Linked DNA regions of Mus musculus: region 1 is linked to region 2. The links are chromatin contacts, called in public HiChIP or PLAC-seq maps. All regions are on one chromosome and are shown on one strand. Each heading gives the region's core, a stretch centred on a gene start, on an enhancer-like site or on the middle of the called end of the contact. The rest is flanking DNA. Distances are from core to core; before and after follow the strand shown.

Region 1 (2,787 bases), core at 56-2,555, 210 kb after region 2:
TGGAAATGTAGAAATCATTGTCTTGGATAAGCCAAGGCAACCTCGGTTGGACTTCGTGCAAACCTTTTCAAGTTGGATTGGATTCAGTTTCCCAGTTCTCGCTATGGGGCTGTTGCTTTAGCATCCATCCCACTTCCCAACCATCTGTTTCTTCTGGGAATCAGTCTAGAGCAGGGCGCAGGGCAGCTTACAGCATGGTGAAGGTGTCAGGTACTTATGAGTAATTCCAGGTACCCACCATAAAAGGGAAGCACAAGGACAGAGTGTAAGCGTCTAGAAATGTGTATAAACCTCACTTGACTTTGTGATTTTGTACATATTGACTCGAATAATACACTATGGGTGTCTTCATATCTAATATCTATATATCTATATATCTATATATCTATATCTATATCTATCTGTCTATCTATATATATGTATATCTATATATTTGCTCTTTATATCTCGTTAGATATAAAAGTATCAGTAAATGACCACTCTGACAGAGTTAGGGGCGCCTCATGGTCAGAGGAGCATTGAGTTTGCACTTTCCAGTGTCGTATGGGTCATTACAGGGCAGATCTGATCAACATTAACATGTGTTTCTCAATTCCTGGAGCATCAAGAATGACAATGAGGTTGCATAATTATATCTGCAAAGGAACTTACAGTTTGATTAAGAAGCTTCTCTTCCCTTTCCTTGAGAAAATTGCTAAATATTCACGTGGAAACCCTCAGAATAGCAAGCAGACATATTTGAATGCTAACGAGGATATCAATAGAATTGAATTTGTAGGTGCTAGAATCCTACATCCTTTTATTCGAACTCGTGTGTTCCCTCCTACTGTTTAGCTTGATGGAGCATTTTCTTATGGTGCTCATAGAGAATTTATGAGGGAGATACCTAGTAAAAGACGAATTTGTCTATCCAGTATGATTTTCCATGAAAATTCTGAACACTTGCACTTAGAAATTGTGTATGTATACTCTCATAAAAAAGTGAAAGGTCTTAAATCCACAGTAATGAATTTCTTTCAATATTTATGCTGAGAGCCTACTTCTAATAAACAGCCATCTATTTTCAAGCTCTTACCAGAGAAAATAGCCTGTTCTCATAGTTAGGAGTAGGACATGCAAACAAGACTTTTTAACCTTGAAAGCCTCGCAAAGTGTGATTTGAACACGATGGCAATAAAAGAGTTTTAGTTAATTTATCTCTAAGGCATTGTTCCTTCTTTTAGAACCAGAGGTTCCTAAGACCTCACCCACACAAACTCATTGTTTCCCTGTGCTGGGGACAAGCAGGAACATGCTTTGTATTATTAAATTGTTGTTACTGCCCTCTAGTGGCAACAACTAATCCTTGTTCTTATTCCACCTCTGTCTGAGCCATGGAAATTCAGGACATAAAGAGCAAGCCAGAGCTTGTGTATCGCAGGGAGTTATATAGCAAACACAACCTCATATCGTCTAATTCAGGAGCCTGTTCAATGAATAATCTAAGTCCGTGTATGGAGACAAAGGGGTGGAGGTTTCATCCATGTATCTGATTGACACATCTTGTGAAGACGCACCAAATTCAAATATTACTTTTCAAAGGACACAGTTCTCTCTTCACATGCTTGAATGCAGGTGGTTTACCGTATGCTCAAAAAACTGACTCTCAAAGATTTAAGATAGTGTAGACCAGATGTGCTCAAAAGTTACAATGTATACTTTATGTTGGGGATCTATCCAGATTCGGGGCTGTAAGAGCTAGAATTCCTAACTCACTGATGGTGATGATCTCTGGCCGTTCACGGTCAGCAATAGTTTGACTAGCTAGAACCTTGGGTAGTTTATCAGAGAAATCTCAGAAATGAAGACCTCTCGCAGACTACTTTTTTTATTGTGCAATTAACTCATACTATGAGGAAGTACTCCTTTTAATTGGTAATATATATATGTTTACTCCCTACCTTGTATGCAACCTCAGGAGGAAACTAAGCAAACTGAAGCTTAGACATCATATCTTGTGTATACACGCGTAGAATCATTAGTACACTTGCACAGTCAGAGAAGTGTTCATGGTTCCTATAAGAAGTAAATGACCTGAAATAAAACATATTTATACGTTAAAAGAAAGTAATTACAGTTTTGCATTACATATAGGACATAGTGAGCACTAAATGTCAGCATTGCCAATAAGTATCGCAGAGTAAATTTATAGGCGCATATAAGCATGTGCTCTGGATTCCTTCAGTACAGAGACAATTTTGACATTTCCATAAAAGAAACTTAATATATGAACCCATGAAAGGTGTTACCTTGAGGTTTGACCGAAGGATAAAATAAATAGGAAGTCAGAGACTGATTCTGTAATAAAATTCAGTTGAGTGTGGGAAACATGAAGAATGATATTAAAGAAAAGCTGGGATTATTTACTTTTCTCTTTTACTACGGCCTTGAACCAAGAGCAGATGGGAAGGAAAATGTGTAGAGTTTAACATCCAATTCACATCATGCCACAGCACATATAAACCATATGAACATGAAAGGGCAAAGACCCTGGGTAAACTTAATAAGGTTTTGAGCATTCTGTGGAGGAAATGGACCATAAAATATCTATTGTTTCGCAAACAAATCATATTGCACATGCTTGCATTCTGTGATCATTGTGCCATCAATAACTTTATGTAGCTTGAAAGCTGTGTGGCGTCCATAGTTTGTGATGCATTATTAAAGTGAGAGATATATTCATACGTCTAAAGTTTTAACTAAAAGGAAAAGGTTGATGATGTAGTTGGAGGAAAAGGCATGCATTAA
Region 2 (2,700 bases), core at 34-2,533:
GCACACACAACACACACACACACACACACACACACACACACACACACACACACACCACATACTTTTCCTTTGAAGCAGAAAATGATGTCTATATTCACCCAAGTGTTGTGGAGGAAGCATTAAGCTTTGGGAAGGAAATAATCGGTGGATTTTTATTCCTGAAGTAAGCAAGCATGTTCGTGCATATTCTTTCTGCATACATGCCTATGCGTCACTCAGTGCAAGCGGTGCCCCTGCAGCTTTTGCGCAGTAATTAGATTGGTGTAATCACAGTGGAATGAAGACAGCCACACTGATAATTTCACAGTGAATATTAAAGACATATGTGCCTTCCAGTGTACAATAAATGAACCTGAACTGCTGTCAGGGTCTAGGAGGACAGTGTGGCCAATGCACCTATTGTGTCCCTGCTGCAGAAAGGAGCCTGCCGATTGGCTACTGTCTGCAGCACATAGCACTGGCTTGTTATAAAGGACTTGTCTAGGGGAGAGCCTGTAGGTACTCCATTGTCTGGTAAAGTTCATATGACTGCATTATTTTGCAAGGGGGGTGGTGGAGGTGGTGGTGGAGGGAGAGCTTAGAGGGGGTATCAGCTCAACTGTAAAAGCTATACAGATTCTCTCTCTCTCTCTCTCTCTCTCTCTCTCTCTCTCTCTCTCTCTCTCTCTCTCTGTCCTTCCTCTCTCTCTCTCTCCCCCTCTCCCTCTCTCCCTCTCCATAGATCATCTCTGCTTCATGCCCTGTCTCATTTCGCATAGCTAAAAAAAAAAGAATGCTAATTAAGATCCCATGTCTTAACCTGAAAATAATGACTCGGCTGTAATTAGAAATCTGCTGAGAGTTTAAAATTCTAGTAGGGGACCAAAAGCATCAGTTATGGTGATTAGGAAGAAAATGAAGAAGTATGTTTCTGTAATCAAGGTAAACATGGGAAAAGGGGGATTCCCTCATCTTTTTTTTTTATCCAATTTTAACCAATAGTATTCTGCTGCAGATGAGAAGATACTGTGTTTCAAAAACGATTTTAACCATCAAATTGAAAGAACACAAATCAGTAGCAATAGAAGCCTTAATCCTCCTTAGGATGCAATTCAGATGAAAGACCTGCTTTTATTTTTCTTTTTTGTATGTGTGTGTTATAGACGGATCTGAGAACGCTGTCTGGGCTTCGTGCCAAGGGCTGGTATTCACACAGCAACGACGGCCTCACAGAAGAGCTGTGGGAAGCAGGAGGGCGAGCCTCTCTTAGGGTGCCACTACTATGGAGACACAGCTGGGCTGAACAAGATTTGCTTCAAACGACAACAAGAGAGACAGAAAGTATCTGATTCAACCGCTGCCCAAGCAGGCAGGCACCAGAAGAGCTAGCAGCCAATCCGGCCATGCTCGAAGCCAGTCCTGCAGCTCAGCCAATCAGTGACATCATTGGTGAGAAACTCATTTACATCATGCAGTAATGAACTTTGTTTAACATAGCCTTCCCCCTTTTCCTATTACCCTCCCCTCCCCCAGATTAGTCCTTCCATTAATTATTCTGGTGGCATAATTTAAATCGCTATGTGAAAATGTGGCTACATTCTTCCTGGTAGCTCTTACCCAGTCTCCAACTGATGTCTGCAGTAACAGAAGTGGTTCTAAGTACAATGCTATTTTGCTTGGTTGGGTCTTGCATATATTATCTTCTCCTTCTTAAAAAGAAAAAAAAAAACTCTCAGAAAAAAAATCCCAAACTTTTGTTTATTAGATGCCCCCTCTCAATGAAATACGTGTTTTCTCCAAGTTGCTGTACAATGTAATAGGGAATGGGGGGGGGGTATGCTGCCATGGACGTTGTGATTTTTTTTCCAAGCAATCTGCATCTTGGAGGTCCCTTTCACGTTTTTAGATTTTATGTTGTAGTGGCCATTTTACATACAGTGCTTTCTCCAAGAAAAAGCTCTATGTACATCTGTCAAATGGAGGAAAGTTCTCTCTTGTTTTATTCTGTCCTTCACTGCTCTCAGCCAACATGTCATCTTATTAATGAATAGAACTGAGGTCATTTCTGAACAAATCTCTCCCTTCCCATCGCAGCACAATGCACCTGATTTGCATCCATTTACTAGAAATACTGAATACAAGAACCAGCTTGAAAAGAAGTGCAGGGAACAGCTTACATATTATTTCAGAATATGACAGGGACATTTGTTTCTCAGGAGGCATAATATGTAACAGCTGCTTTAATGTTTCTCTGAAAATGCCTGCTCTCCATTTATAGTTCAATACCTCCAGTGAATTTATGGGATCATTATATAACCAGAGTTGAGCAAATGAAATCATAGTCACGAAGGAATTCATTTATCTACGGAAAGACATTTGGAAGTACAATGTTGTCTCGCACATTTGTGTTTTGTTGGTCAGGATAACACACTTTGTTCGATAGATGGCTTAAAAAGTCTGAAACATGTGGTCTGAGAAGATTTCTATTTGCTTTACAGATGCCCAAAGACTGAAACTGGGACAGACTTTAGTGTGATTTCTCTTAATTCATATATTCCATGCGTTGTTGCCATGAAAAGCATGTGGTTGTCTAGAACTGATAGCCAAAGTCCATTGTCTATTTTCTATTAAAGGAATGCTTTGGATATAATTATTCAAAGACATGGAATTTTAAAATACACCAACAAAGGTGTCATAACTGTGCACGGTTTTTTAAAAGAA

Evidence for each region. HiChIP or PLAC-seq counts read pairs in DNA pulled down with a chosen protein or histone mark.
Region 1: a contact with region 2 is called in an H3K4me3 HiChIP or PLAC-seq map of forebrain, with 3 times the contacts expected there. The contact joins two enhancer-like sites. A contact is called at or near these places in 17 of 484 Hi-C or Micro-C datasets (the 3T3-L1 cell line, LSK cells, bone marrow-derived macrophages and 11 more) and 10 of 115 datasets of contacts at active chromatin or transcription factors (VIP interneurons, acute myeloid leukemia, bone marrow-derived dendritic cells and 7 more).

Annotation. Positions count from the first base shown.
Region 1 is chr16:77,442,921-77,445,707 of GRCm38.p6, forward strand. The region is part of intron 2 of Mir99ahg (Mir99a and Mirlet7c-1 host gene (non-protein coding)); the gene reads left to right. Among named protein-coding and RNA genes, the nearest start is that of 9430053O09Rik, 24 kb to the left of the region's middle. Within about 2 kb of position 1,306, at least 27 of the 459 cell types and tissues checked have an H3K27ac peak or open chromatin away from gene starts, as enhancers often do. A contact at or near this core is called in VIP interneurons and forebrain, where this site is marked.
Region 2 is chr16:77,235,823-77,238,522 of GRCm38.p6, forward strand. No RefSeq gene overlaps it. Among named protein-coding and RNA genes, the nearest start is that of Gm31258, 66 kb to the right of the region's middle. Within about 2 kb of position 1,284, at least 101 of the 459 cell types and tissues checked have an H3K27ac peak or open chromatin away from gene starts, as enhancers often do. A contact at or near this core is called in VIP interneurons and forebrain, where this site is marked.